2 separate regions of the Rattus norvegicus genome follow, and region 1 is linked to region 2. The links are chromatin contacts, called in public Hi-C maps. All regions are on one chromosome and are shown on one strand. The core of a region is the stretch at or near the end of the contact, and the rest is flanking DNA. Distances in the headings are between cores, read along the strand shown.

Region 1 (7,045 bases), core at 3,533-6,032, 240 kb before region 2:
CAAGCCAGGTGCGGCAGGCAGAGCAGTTCCTACTGAAGAGCCTTGTTCTTTAGTTTCTCTGACCTATGTCTTCTTGGCAGTGAGAGACCACAGGAAGAATGAGAAAAGTCCGGAAATAAAAATGGATTCTTAAGCAGAGGCGACTTTACAGAGGTTAAAATGATATGCTAGAACTGGCTTATGATTTGGGATCTAGAGGCTAAAGGGAGCCCTCCACAGAAGCAGTCACAAACCTGTATTAACCTGGGGTGTAGGGGCAGGAGGAAGCTGAAGTAATGGGGAGAAACCAGGGGGGTGCTCAGCCTGGTGAGCCCCTAAGATTGGAAGGACAGAATGTTCTTCAACCAAGCTTTCTTCCCTATGCCTTGGTGACGTCTGTATTGAGGGGGTGAAGAGCCCTGTCTAGAGCACAGACAAGTCAGGCCCTAGGGACAGCGGTGAGCAGCAAGGTCCTCTATACTGTGCTAGGGTGCAGGGCTGTGATTCTGTTCAGCTCATGCCTTTCCTTATCTCTCTGTCTTTGCATGCACAGTATGGGGACCCACTGGGTCTCACGCAGCCGGACAGTGGTGAAGAAAGCAGAGACCAAGCCCTTGGCCAGTTTGGTGCTTGTATTCCTTTCTGCCTAGTGTCTTTGAGTGACTTTACACATTTGGCTCTTCATGTTAAACGTGGATGTGGATGTGTTTTGCACAGGAGCCTCACCCGCTCTCACCACCTCTGCAGGCTGTGCCAGGGAATCATGCAGCCGTCAGGACACAGGCTCCGGGACATTGAGCACCATCCTCTCCTGACTGACAATGACAATTATGACTCTGCGTCCTCCTCGTCCTCCGAGGCTGACATGGCAGACAGGGTGTGGTTCATCCGAGATGGCTGTGGCATGGTCTGTGCTGTCATGACATGGCTTCTGGTCGTCTATGCAGACTTTGTGGTGACCTTCGTCATGCTGCTGCCTTCCAAAGACTTCTGGTACTCCGTGGTGAACGGGGTCCTCTTCAACTGCTTGGCGGTGCTCGCGCTGTCCTCCCACCTAAGAACCATGCTCACTGACCCGGTGGGTACCCAGTCTCGGGCCTAGAAGGTTTGCACGTGCCGAGGCTGTGACAGAGCAGCACATGGCCTTGGCACAGACGCACACACTGTGGGCTCTCTCTGGAGCAGGCCTGTACTTCCGCTCTCAGTCCCAATGCAGTGAAGACGAATTTAGAGCTTCCAGATCAGGGATAGCTGCTTCTCAGAAATTTGAGACACCCCCCTCCCTTTTTTTTTTTTCTCAGAGCTGAGGACCGAACCCAGGGCCTAGGCTTGCTAGGCAAGTGCTCTACCACTGAGCTAAATCCCCAACCCCTGAGACACCCTTTTTGTAGCTACCCCAGAACCAGGGAGATGGCCAGGGCTTCCTCCTGGTAATCTGAAGGCCACAGAGCAGCCCCTATAGGCAGCGAGTGCAGGCACATGAGGCCATGTGTTGATTCTAAGAAAGTTCTACGCTTCTTACAGCACTGTGAGCCTGGCATGGATTCCTGATCTGTGCACACAGAGTAACTGTGCTTGTGTCTGCCAGTTAAGGGTCGCAGCATTAGAAAGGTCGAAAACCACTACTGTAAGCTTCTGTTGCCTTCTAAAGTTGAGGTGAGGCGGCCTGGCCTCATAGTGGCCTTGGCTAGCCTATACAAGTGTCTCAGTCAGGGTTTCTATTCCTGCACAAACCTCATGACCAAGAAGCAAGTTGAGGAGGAAAAGGTTGATTCAGCTTACACTTCCACATTGCTGTTCATCACCAAAGGAAGTCAGGACTGGAACTCAAGCAGGTCAGGAAGCAGGAGCCGATGCAGAGGCCATGGAGGGATGTTACTTACTGGCTTGCTCCCCCTGGCTTGCTCAGCTTGCTTTCTTATAGAGCCCAGAACCACCAGCCCAGGGACGGCACCACCCACAATGGGCTGGGTTCTACCCACTTGATCACTAGTTGTTAAAAATGCCTTACAGCTGGGTCTCATGGAGGCATTTCCTCAACTGAGGCTCCTTTCTCTGTGATAACTCTAGCTTGTGTCAAATTGACACACAAAACCAGCCAGTACAAGGGACCAAGGCTGTGCCCTAGACCTCATCCTGTGGTGCGCTGTCTGCCCGTGACCAGGGTTGCCCGAGAGGCCTCTGACCACACTGCCTCCTTCATCAGACTCAGCATGCTCAGGCTTCGGGAGTCTTTTGTTTTCCTGAAACAGAGTCTCACTGAGTAGCCCAGGCTGGCCTCAAACTCAGCCATCCTCCTGCATCTGCGTGCCCAGTGCTGGGGATTATGGGCATATTTTGTAGATCTTTTGCTGTGGGTGGGAGAGTTAAGACAGGGTAGTCCAGTGTAGCCCTAGCTAGCCCGGAACTCACTATGTAGATCAGACTGGCCTTCTGCCTCTTGAGTGCTAGAATTATGGGTTGAGCCTTGTTTTTCTGACTCCTTTCACCCAACCTGAATCCAATCTGTGTGCACAGGGGGCTGTCCCCAAAGGCAACGCCACGAAGGAGTACATGGAGAGCTTGCAGCTGAAGCCGGGCGAGGTGATCTACAAGTGCCCCAAGTGTTGCTGCATCAAGCCGGAGCGTGCCCACCACTGCAGGTATGACCTCTGCCCTCAGCAGAGCCAGACTGTACATGGAAGTTTTCAGACAGTGCAGCAGACAGCTGGACAATAGTCACAGGAAGCAACAAGGTGTCTGCTCTTTTTCCTGGCCTGGCACATGAATTTTGTAGTTGGAGAATCAAGCCTCTTTATACTTGCTACTGCTTGTGCGTGGCAGCATCAGCAGACTAAATGCAGGCTCCTGTTGGCACACTTTCTGACTGACACTGGTTAATGAGAAAGGAGCGAGCGGTTCCAGCCCACAAACAGGTGCCTTTGAATGTCCTCCTCTCTTGGGCTCCCTCTACTGGCCTTTGCTGCAGTGTGTCATTTCCCTGCTGTGCCAAGACTGGATTTTTAGACAGGCTGCTGTCCCTCGGCGGGGCTGATATTGGGTGTGGCGAACCAGGGACTTGTTCATTCCTGGAAGTCTCTTGGGCTTCCCTGTCCTTGGACTGAGTCTCTGTGTGTGCACAAAGGTGGAGTGGGACCGCTCTTGTCATAGGTGTTGTGCAGAGAGATGTCCTCAGGCTGTCCTACCTTGGATGTCATTTGGTGTCACTGATGTCCCAGAACACAAGGCTGAAAAGTGTGCTCTCCTTTGCAGTATCTGCAAGAGGTGCATTCGAAAGATGGACCACCACTGCCCGTGGGTGAACAACTGTGTGGGAGAGAAGAACCAGCGCTTCTTCGTGCTCTTCACCGTGAGTGCGCTGAGCTGGAGGTTCTGAGACTCGAACCTCTGCAGTTGGGGGAGGTATTTAGCTACAGCTAATGGCGGTGTTGGCACATGCAGAACACAGTCCGGGGGTGACCATGCCATGTGGATTACATCACCTGTTGCCTGTAGGTTTGTCTGTCCCTCTGGGTCACCATTGTCACACACAGGGCCTCCCTCACGCACAGAGCTCATTTCCCCTCTGCTTATTTTGCCGTGCAGCTGTTGGGCTTCTCTGCTGTGGTCCAATCAGCTGCCACTGCCTACAATTTACTCCTCCTCCACGCCAGCTTTCCCCGTTGGGGGTGGGAGGTGTGTGAGCACGGCCAGCCTCTGCTTATAGGATGGCAGATTGTTGAAAATCCCTAACCCATCTCCCTCCTTCTAGATGTACATAGCTCTGTCTTCAATCCATGCTCTGATTCTCTGCGGGCTTCAGTTCATCTCTTGCGTCCGAGGGCAGTGGACAGGTAAGGAAGACTCCGTCATCTCGAAAGCAGTGCAGAGTGGGGCTGGGGATTTAGCTCAGTGGTAGAGCACTTACCTAGGAAGCGCAAGGCCCTGGGTTCGGTCCCCAGCTCCGAAAAAAAGAACCAAAAAAAAAGAAAGAAAGAAAGAAAGAAAGCAGTGCAGTGGGGAGCCCCAGGGGGAGTGGGCTCCTGGATGGGAGGAAGGCCTTATTCTTAATAACCTGAGATGGGCTTGTTTTTAGTGTTTTGTTTTGTTTTTTGAAACAGGGTCTCACTTTGTAGTCTAGGTTGGCCTTGAACTCACGGATGATGCTTCTCTCTCAGCTTCCTAAGTGTTGGGGTGACAGGTATAAGCCACCTTGGCAGTAAAGAGTTAACATTTCTTAAGATAGAATGTGGAAGCTTCACCCTGCTCATTGGCTGATACCTCACTTAGTGCGTGGCTAAGGTGTGATAATCACGTCAGCTACTTGCAGACTCTTGACACTGAGGCAGGCAGCCCTGCCACTGAGGCCATTGCCTTGTGTTTGCTTTCTGGCCAGCTTTAGTTGATCCCGTTCACAGCAGCCTTGGCGTGGCCTGATGGGGTGTCCCGGAGGATGTGCCTATCTGGACGGGCATTTGTTGGCAGCTACAGGAAGACAAGAGGGGCTGCACTCCTGTCACAGTACCTCTAGTGTAGAATGTCCCCTGTAGCCACACAGTGTAGACACAGGAGGGTCCTTTAAGAACAGTTGCATATGTTAGGGGACCCATGCACTGCTGCTCAAGTGGCAGAAGCGGGAGACTCACAAGTTCAAGGCTGGCTGGGCAGCTTAGTGAGGCCCTATCAAGGTAAAAAGAGGGCTGGGGGTATACAGTGGGAGAAGGTGGAGTTGAGTGTTTGCCTGGCATTCGTAAAGCCCTGGGAAGAGTCCCCAGTGCAGCCAGAAACTTCAGGGGAGGTGAGATTGTGGGCTGTCAAGGATGGCGAGGCTGTGTGCCAGGCAGACAGGGCTGTGTGCCAGCTTCTTAGAGCGCTCTAGTGGGCTCACGCAGGAGAAGCGCATTCCTTCTAGGAAACTCGTGCAGCTTCCCCACCGCTCCCCTGTACACTGAGCACCTCACTCTCATCCGCAGAGTGCAGTGACTTCTCTCCTCCCATAACTGTAATCCTGTTGGTCTTCCTGTGCCTTGAGGGCCTCCTGTTCTTCACTTTCACCGCAGTCATGTTCGGCACCCAGATCCACTCAATATGCAATGACGAAACTGTGAGTCTTGTCCTGTGTCTTCAGGGGTGGCAGGGGGCACTGTCAGCAACAACAGCCCACGTGTACACGTGGCCTCTCCAACCTTGGGTCCACAGGTCTGTGTTCGCTGCTCTCTTCATTGGGGCAGCATAGCTCCTGGGCCCAGGATAGGGGTTAGGTTGGTAAGAATTCAGTGGTCTCAGAAACGTGAAGGCCTCCCACTCTTGCAGGCCTGGGGAAGGTGCTGCGTAAATACAGACCGAGTAGGAACTCAAGCAAAGTGTTGGTCCCATCCAGAGGCCACTGTGCCACACGAGCCATAGCCTGGTTGACTTTGAGGCTGATCCTTGTAGCTGTCTGCAGCTTGGCTGTGCGTGTGGGATAGGGAGGAGTGCCCAGCTCCACACAGGCTTTGGAGGCCTGCAGCACGCTGTGGGTAGCCTTGTGCAGCTACAGGCTGTGGCTCTCTTCTCATTGCTCCTCTGGCTTCTTCTGCTCCCAGGAGATCGAGAGGCTGAAGAGTGAGAAGCCTACGTGGGAGCGAAGGCTGCGGTGGGAAGGGATGAAGTCTGTCTTCGGGGGCCCTCCCTCCCTCCTCTGGATGAACCCCTTTGTGGGCTTCCGATTCAGGCGGCTGCAGATGAGGACCAGGAAGGGAGGCCCCGAGTTCTCTGTATGAGCCTTCAGGGCAGGATGTCTGCAGACATCATACTCAGTGGCCGCAAGCACAGCAGCCTTGTGGGCAGATGGAGCTGGCCAGCAGACGGGGCCATGAGCACTTCATGGACCTAGGGCCACAGGCACTTGTCATTTCTGTGTGTACTGCCAGGAGAAGCAGTCCCGGGAGGCCATCCTGACCATCCTGACCCAGGATGTCTCGTGGGCTGCGAGCACCCACAGCACAGGTGCCGTTGCTTCTTGGTCATGAAGGAAGCCAGCACAGCAGCTGCTGGGGTCCTGCTGGCCCATCCCCAGCGCACTTCTTACTGGAAGGGGTTTCCACAGAGACTCTGGCTTGGAGGGCTCTGACACCTAGCACTGAACAGTCAAAGCGGCTTCCAGAACACTCCATGCTGCCCCAGAACGGGCATCCTTTGACCCTTCCAGCAAGTCTGTGTGTGCTCATCTGTGTGTCTGTGTGGTGTGTGTGCGTGAGCATGTGTCAGAATCAGCAGTGTTGTTCAAGCACGCGTGTGGTAGACAAGCTGTCTTTCAGACTCCAGTGTTTCAGGGAAGTGGGACGCACTGCTGGCCCTTGCTGGCCTCCTATGAATGTATCCTCCAGTGTCCAGATCCAAAGAACAGGCATGCCTGCGCATGGGCCCGGCCTCCTGCTTTTATTTCACTGAAAACTTAGTGTTTGAGGGCATGGAGCTGAGGTTTTGTTGTTCCAGCCAAACTAGCCACTGCAACATTCTCTCAACAAGGAAAGTGGTAGCCCTGTGCTGAGACCCAGCACTGTGGGGCAGGGGCTGTGGGGAGCTCAGCATGAGAAGCCGCCTTGGGCCCCTTTGGAGAGGTGCTGCAGGCTGAGACAGCCCGGTGCCTGAGCTATCAAGAGTGGGGACATGTGACTATTTCTTTACCCATGGCACTTCAGTCAGTGGACCCTTGGTGTGGGCTTAGAATTATGTCAGCACACACAGCTCCCCTCAGGGGACTTGCCTTAAACTCGTAGGTTGTCCTTTGCTGCTGGGTGAAAGCAGTCTGACAGAAGCTGGGGACTTCCGAGAGTGTTCTCCCATGCAGACACCAGTGTTTCCCTTCTGGGACCAGCTGCCTTTCTGTCCCCGTGACACCATGACTGTTCTTTCGGTGTCAGTCGCTTGTGCCCTGCCCTTGTCTGGGCTCCTATGCTACTGAGGTGAACCCGGGGGACCTGAGCCCTCTCATGCAGTGAGCAAACTCTGGGGCCTGAGTCCCTGCAGAGGGACATCGTGGCTTCAGATTGTCTCTGCGTTCCTTTGCACATGTGTCTGGGCATGTAGGCTCTGGCAGTCTCAC
Region 2 (7,279 bases), core at 3,043-5,542:
CACAGAACTTAACAGGTTGTCAGGCGCTCCACGCAGGATCACAGGGCGGTGCCAGACAATGAACACACAGGACGGTGATACCATTACTGTTGATGCTGTGTGACGCTGTCAAAAACAGAATCTCGATTGGGTTTCTTCCTCTCTCTTTTCTCTTAAGAGATTTATTTACTTTCTTTGTGTGAATACCCTGTAGCTGTCTTCAGATACACCAGAAGAGGGCGCCAGATCTCATTACCGATGTTTGTGAGCCACCATGTTGTGGTTGCTGGGAATTGAACTCAGGACCTCTGGAAGAGCAGTCAGTGCTTTTAACCGCTGAGTCATCTCTCCATTCCCCCAGCCCCCGCAACTTTTTTTTTTAAAAAAGGTTTGCAATTGCCTTTCATACATTACCACATATATTGCTTCTCTCATGTGGGCAGGAAGAAGAGAAGAGGCTGTGAAGGAACTTCCAGAAATTAGTCTCCAGTCTGCAGCCACTGTCCATCTCTTGGGACAATTAACAGGTCCTGGCAAGGCCTTTGAAGCTGGAGGTGTGTGTGTCCCAGCAGTACAGGATGTGTATGTCTGTCTGGGATTCCTGTGGCTCTTGAAGATGGGCATCTCTAGTGACCTAGATAGACAAAGCCCTGCTGGTGCACCTGGCATTCTTCTAGGGGCAGTCAGACAAAATGTAAGATCAGAGAAAGACTTGAGAGAGTGACCAGTGGAGGCTATGAAACAGAAGGTGGTGGAATAGGCGGTAGATGGAGAGTTTCAGAAGTGCCTTGGTAACACAGGGCTGCTGGTGAAAGCCAGGAGGAGGGGGAACGTTTGACGTCCTGGTGAGAATCAGCTGTGCTGACTTAGGGCTCATATGTGCTATGCAGAAGTGTGTGTGTGTGTGTGTGTGTGTGTGTGTGTGTGCGCGTGCATGTGTTGCATTTTGCCGTCGAGGTCATAGGACGACTTGCAGGAGTCTATTTTCTCCTCTATGTGGATCCCAGATTTGAACTCAGGTAGTGGGATGTAGTACTAAGTAACTTTACGCACCAAGCCATATATATCAATGGGCCATTATTTGATTTTTGTCAGAAGATCTTTACTCTGTAGCCCTGGCTGCCCCAGAACTTACTCTGTAGATTCAGCTGACCTGAAATATCTGTCGATTTTTCTGCCTCTTTTTCAGGGGTCCTGTGGTGCAGGTGCGGGCCCCCACGCCCAGCCAGACCACTCTCTGTGTTGTGATATTCCGTGGATTCCAACTGAGGGCAAGGATTACAACACAGCACATCGGATATGTAGTTGTTTACTGGTGTTTTCTTAGCTGAGTAGGCAGACAGGATTTGTACTCAGAATCAAGGTTCCCTGACCAACAAACCTTTTTACATGTTCATGCCAGTAGAGGGCGCCCTCAGCAAGGAGCAGAAAGAAGAGTTGCGGGTCCTGGGGAGTTACTTCCGGTTACCGTCTTAGGTGATTGACACCATGGTGCCGGGAATGCAGATCGAGAAGGTGTAAGGTTGACTTCGCTTTATTGGTAGTAATTGATATCTTCCTTCCTTCCTCCTTTTTCTTCCTTTCCTTTGTTTTTGAGGCAGGCAGGATTTGCTATGTAGGTCTGACTAGCCTGGAACTCACTGTGTAGTGTTGACTGAGCTACAACTCGGACATCAGTCTGCCTTCTCTGTTTTGGGATTAGAGACCATGCACCACCATGCTTGGGTCTTGGGTAGTAATTTCATATGAATAAACGATATATTCACACGGTTCGATCCCCGTACAGCTCACCAATGTTAGGATCAATGTTGGGGTTTAAATCTCAGCCCGCGCCTGGACGAAGCACGGCAAGCCAACATGGTTCCTCGTGGAGAGGCTTAATAGAGAGAAGAAGAGTAGAAGAGAGGAAAGGAGGCCGGCCATGTGCACGCGGAGGGAAGCGGGGATGGGGAGAGAAGTGACAGGGAAGAGGGCACGGGAAGAGGAAGAGCAAGAGAAAGCAAGAGAGGAGTAAGAGGGAGAGGAGGGGGTAAGCTGCCCCCTTTATAGTCAGGCACAGCTGGCTGTTGCCAAGCAACTGTGGGGGTGGAGCTTAGACAGAATACCAACAATGGTGGCGCAAGTCTCTAAGCCCAGCACTCGGGAGGCAGAGGCAGGCAGATCTCTTGAGTTTGAGGCCACCCTGGCCTAGAGAGTGAGTTCTAAGGCAGCCAGAGCTACACAGAGAAACCCTGTCTCGGAAAAAACAACAACAACAACAACAAAAAAAACAAACCAAAAAACACCGAAAACCATACACACAAAAAAACCCCAAAGCCCAACTCTAATCAACTAATCAGTCAAACAACAGGGGCGAGAGAGACGGTTCGGTGGTTAGAGCACTTGCCGCTTTCAAGAGGACCCGAGTTCAGTTCTCAGCACTCAGGTCAGGCAGCTCACAATCTCTTGTCGCTTCCCTTCCAGGGGGTGTGATGCCCGAAATCTCTGGAATTTTTTCATGTCTTTCAGGGTCATCTGAAGGCCTGGCCTGGTGGCACACACCTGCATTTGGGAGGTGGAGTGTGGAGTATCAGGAGTTCAGGGCTATCCTCTGCTACATAGTAAATTGGAAGCCAGCTTGGGCTACATGAGACCCTATCTGAAAAACAAAACAAGACAAAGACAAAACAAAACAAAATTAAAAACCAAAGACAACACACACACACACACACACACACACACACACACACACACACCCCACATGAACGAACCGAAGGGGAAATAATTTATTCAGTGAAGTGCTTGCCAGAGAAGCATGGAGTCCTGAGTGGCTCTAATATCTTCCAGTGCTGGGGAGGTTAGAGCCCGGTTGGGCCCCTGGGGTTGAATGGCCTGCCAGACTTGGTGACCTCCAGACCAGTGAGAGACTCTGACTGGAAAGACAAGTCCTCTGAATCATACACTCATAAGGGAGGAACACACACAGATAAACACACACACAGACACAAATAGCCACTGGGCCAGACCATCCCACACTTGACCATTCTCTGGGATTAGAGTGGCAGTTTTCATGGATTTGTTATCTTTCATTTTGAGGAAGGTGGTGCTTTTTATTGAACAACAGGTGTGTACCACTACGATTTTTATTTACTCTAGTGTGCGTGCATGCAGATGCCTACAGAGGTTAGAAGAGGACATCGGCTTCCCCTGGAGCTGTAATTACAGACACGGGTACTGAGAAAGAATCTAAAGTCCTCTGGAAGAAGATGAACCATCTCTCCTCCTCTGAGACAGAGTCGTATTTTGTAGCCTTCCCTTTTCAGTTTCTGTCTATGATCCGTTTTAGTTAATAGCAAACCAACACTGACCTCTTCTGATGCCGGCCCCGGCTGATATACATCATTTCAGTTAAAGCTGAAGACACCCCGGCCGGCCATGTTATTCTTACCATGGGGAGAGAGCTAAGAACTCTTGCAAAGGTTTCAGGGCTTTCCTATGGCTTGGAGCTGAAAATTACACTCTGTGTAATTCTAGAGCTGGGCCTCCAGAGCCAGCCTTTCACGGGGCCTGTAGGGTAGATAGTGGAAGAGTAGTGAATGAATGACCCAATAAGGGAGTTAAGGATGCCGTTCCCCACCCCACCCCGGCCAGCACCTCACCTGACTGCAGATAACCAGGCTACAAAGTCAACAGTGATTCCCAGTCTGCCCCTTTCCAAATGAAATGCTTCCTTCTTTCCACCTCTTCCCCTTCCAAATCCGAAGAGCAAACACTGGGTTAGGGGGCCAGCCTTGGCCAGCCTGACTCATCTGAGTGCTGACTTAAGTTATCCTTCTGGAGGGGAGGGGAAGGGGTGGAGAGCTCTGCAGCTCAGCTCACTGTGTGGAGGGAACGAGGGAGGAATAGAAAATAGGAAGATGAGAGAAGATGGAGAGGAAGAAGGGTAGAAGGGGAGGAGGCCTTAGGGAGGAGGAAGAAGGGGCTTGGGGTGGGATAAATAGAGATGAGAAGAAAGGAGAACACGGAAGAGGCTGAGAGAAGAGGATTGCAACGCGTAAGGGAAGGAGAGGAATGGAGGAGAGAGGAAAGGAGGAAGGAGAGCGAGATCGAAGAACACAGAAGGTGGTGGAAGAAGAGAGAGGCTGGGGGCCCATGGAGTGGGGAGGGAAGAAGACGGAGGAAGGGAAGATGAAGAGGAAGGGCCCCTCCTCCAGCCCTCCGCCGAGTTGCGCAATCCACATAGACTGGGATTGGCCACCGGGTGTGCAAGACGCTCCGCCCCCGCCCGCGCGACCAATGGGAACAGAGGGGCGTGGCCTTCATGGGAGTGGAGTCCCGGCGCGCGCTCCGGCTCTGCAGTAACCGCGGGCCCCTCTCCGAGGACCTTAGCTTGCAATTGCGAGCGGCCACCACCCCCTGCTCACTCTCGGAGCCCGCTCGACCCTCGCAGCGGATCAGGGACGCATTCACTGGTTCCGGCAGTGTCCTCGCGGCGGCCATGGCCACGAAGATCGACAAGGAGGCGTGTCGCGCGGCGTACAACTTAGTGCGGGACGACGGCTCGTCGGTCATCTGGTGAGCAACGCCGCGGGGCTGGGGATGCCAGTACCGACCTGCTTCGTGCCGCTCGCCGCCGCTGCTCACCTATGTTTCTTTTCTTCCTCCAACCCAAAGGGTGACTTTTAAATACGACGGTGCCACCATTGTCCCCGGCGATCAGGGAGCGGATTACCAGCACTTCATCCAGCAGTGCACAGGTAGGACGACCTGAGACCTTTTGGGAGAGGGTGGCCACCCAGGGCAGCGAGGTGCTGGGTATCCAAGCAGCAACAGATATAGGCTGGGGGTTTTGTTTGTTTGCTTGCTTGTTTTTGTCTTTGTGTTTTTGGAGATAGGGGTGACCTCCAACTGGCCATCCTCCTGCCACAACCATCTAGTACAGATATGGTGGGTGTGCACAACCAGGCAAAGCTCCGGTCTGAGCTTTCTAAAGTCTTGACTGTATCCCTCCCCCACCCTGCCCCCAACCCCTGTGGACATCACTATCAAGTGACCCGAGGAGATTCTTCCCCTGGCTGGGTCAGCTTCTTCCGCTCCCTGTGGTTCACTGGGTTTCCAGGTCAGAACTGGCAGTTCAAACTCCACCCTCTCTGATTGGTCAGTGAACAATAAACGCCGAAGCCCCTGGGGGCTGCAAGCTAAAGGCCGAACCCAGGGCCCCACCCTCCTTTCTCCCATCTTTGTCCTTATCTGCCTCTGTACAAGCCTTTAATTTGAAGAGTAAAGGGGCACGTACTAAGAGCGAATGCCCGATGTTGCTTATATGGGGCCTGGATAAAATGAAGCTGACTTGTGAGGTCCCAGCAGCGGAGTCACTGGCCCCTGGCTGGGGTGGGGCATGGGTGATAGCTTCAGGAGCTGAAGGGCTCCAATGGTTTGGTGTGGAGGAATCATACAGATGTGTGACTTAATAAAAGCATCCCACAGAACCCTAAGTTCCCCTGGGGTGTGTGGACCATGAAAGAACACAGGGCCTGAATGGCCGCAGCCCCTGGTAGCAGCAGGCTCAGCACAGTTGGTAATGAGATCCCTAAAGGAGCCGGTGTTCACAGCAGCTCAGCATATTCTGGAAACAGAGGCAGGAGGAGGAGAGTTGGAGGCCAGCTGGGCTGGCTGGGCGTCCCCCTTGCCTTCCCGAAAAAGCCTTGAAAGAGATTGAAGTAGGAGATCCTGGGCCTGCTGTCTCCTGTTGTCTTTAGCTTTGGAACTAATGTCAAACAAAAGCAGGCCACCTAGAAGCTAGGGTGTAGACTCCCGGGGCTGGCTGTGGGTTAGAATCCCTCGGGGGCTGCTTTCCAGCTGGGTGGGTTGGGGCCAGGTCCCTGTGGGGGTCACAGTTCCTCACCTGATCTCCTGTAGTGCTGTGAGATTGATTGGTCCCAAGTGTGTATGTAAGTGTTCAGGACAGTGCTGGTCAGAGTCATTGGTGACAAACAGACCCCCCCCCCCCAAAAAAAATCAATCCAGGATCATGTGACTTCTTTTCCAACTGCTTTCTTCCTCTTTCCCCCACCCCAAGTATGGGAAATGGAACATAGGGCCTTGGATATGTTGGCCACATGCTCTACCACTGAGGTACATTTCTTAAAAAATTAAACCACTTTGTTTTGAGATAAGTTCACTCTCAGTCCGGGCAGTCCTTGAACTTGAGGTCTTCCTGCTTCTGCTTCCTGGTTTGTGCCACCCAACTCTTTAATTGCTTTCTGGCTGTGTAGCTAAGCCTGCCCGAAACTCCTGGTCCTCCCTGCCTCTGCCTCCAAAATGCTGGGATTATAGGCGTGCATTACCTTGCCCGGCGGCCTAACTTTCTTAATTGAGTCGTCGGTTAGCATTCAGTTCATCTCGAATGGCATTTCACTTTGTGCTGTGTGGTACTAAGATGGGTGTGAGAGTGTGTGTTCGTGTGTTAAGTGTTCTCCCAGCTAAAATGTCTCCTGGGAGTTGCCGCTAGACTCTGTATTCATTGCTTCTGTAAATAATTCACTTTAAAACATCGCCGGCGTAAAGCGCGATGCTCTGGAGTCAGTGAGCAGACTTTGGCTCCGGTCCGGTCCGGAGCAGGATCTCAGCTGCTCTGACTGCAGCAAATGCTTCCAAAGTGGGACAAGTGCAGGCTCAACTTTCCCCGAAGTTAGTGCACCATCAGCAGGATTGGCCGGAGTCTCTGGGGCTGGGTGCCGCAGGTCCGCTGCTTTCCCTCCTCACTTGGGAACCCATCCCCAGCCCTCCTGCCTCTGTGACTGTTTTCTCATCGATGCTGGAGAAGGTGAGGGAGCTGAAGGCCAAGCCTCCTGCTGATAGATTCCCAACTGATGCTCCTGCTGCCGCACATCCGGCCTGGATGCCGCTTGGGGGGACACTTCCTTCCTCTGGTGGGCTGTGGTTTTCTGCTCATTGCTAACCCTCTACAGGGATGGCGATCGTCTGGCGTATGAGCTAAAAATGCTCTTCGGGCTGCTTGTTGGTCCTTGTGAATGGACTGCGAGATCTGAGGCTGCAGCTGCAGTCTGTCTGCTCTCTCTTCCCAGCCATCTGGTGGACGATGTACAGATGGCTCTACTTTGCCACGTCTGCTCTCTGTCCCTCCCCTGCTGAGGCCTCCTGAGCCAGGGACCCCACCCTCAGAAATCTTCTCCGTACTCGTACCTATCACTGTACCTGACCCGTGTGTGCGCCAGCCATGCTTCCGCTGGGTTGTTTCATTCTGAAGATTGCAAACCAAGGCCCAGAGAGGTTAAGTGACACCTTAAGAAGAAGAGAG

What was found. Hi-C and Micro-C count contacts between places; a contact is called where the count stands out from the background.
Region 1: a contact with region 2 is called in a Hi-C map of prefrontal cortex, with 2.5 times the contacts expected there. The contact joins the enhancer-like site here to the promoter of Cotl1 in region 2.

Annotation. Positions count from the first base shown.
Region 1 is chr19:65,048,243-65,055,287 of GRCr8, reverse strand. It overlaps Zdhhc7 (zinc finger DHHC-type palmitoyltransferase 7), which reads left to right. Exons shown (of 8, transcript NM_133394.2): 3 at 727-1,057; 4 at 2,497-2,621; 5 at 3,232-3,328; 6 at 3,731-3,812; 7 at 4,932-5,062; 8 at 5,544-7,045. The coding sequence starts at 743. The coding sequence ends at 5,720. Among named protein-coding and RNA genes, the nearest start is that of Zdhhc7, 14 kb to the left of the region's middle. Within about 2 kb of position 4,782, at least 6 of the 93 cell types and tissues checked have an H3K27ac peak or open chromatin away from gene starts, as enhancers often do. A contact at or near this core is called in prefrontal cortex, where this site is marked.
Region 2 is chr19:64,811,642-64,818,920 of GRCr8, reverse strand. It overlaps Cotl1 (coactosin-like F-actin binding protein 1), which reads left to right and starts at 4,292. Exons shown (of 4, transcript NM_001108452.1): 1 at 4,292-4,533; 2 at 4,633-4,715. The coding sequence starts at 4,457. LOC120098610 (a long non-coding RNA gene) reads right to left here and starts at 4,213. Exons shown (of 3, transcript XR_005496989.2): 1 at 3,618-4,213; 2 at 3,407-3,525; 3 at 1,273-2,617.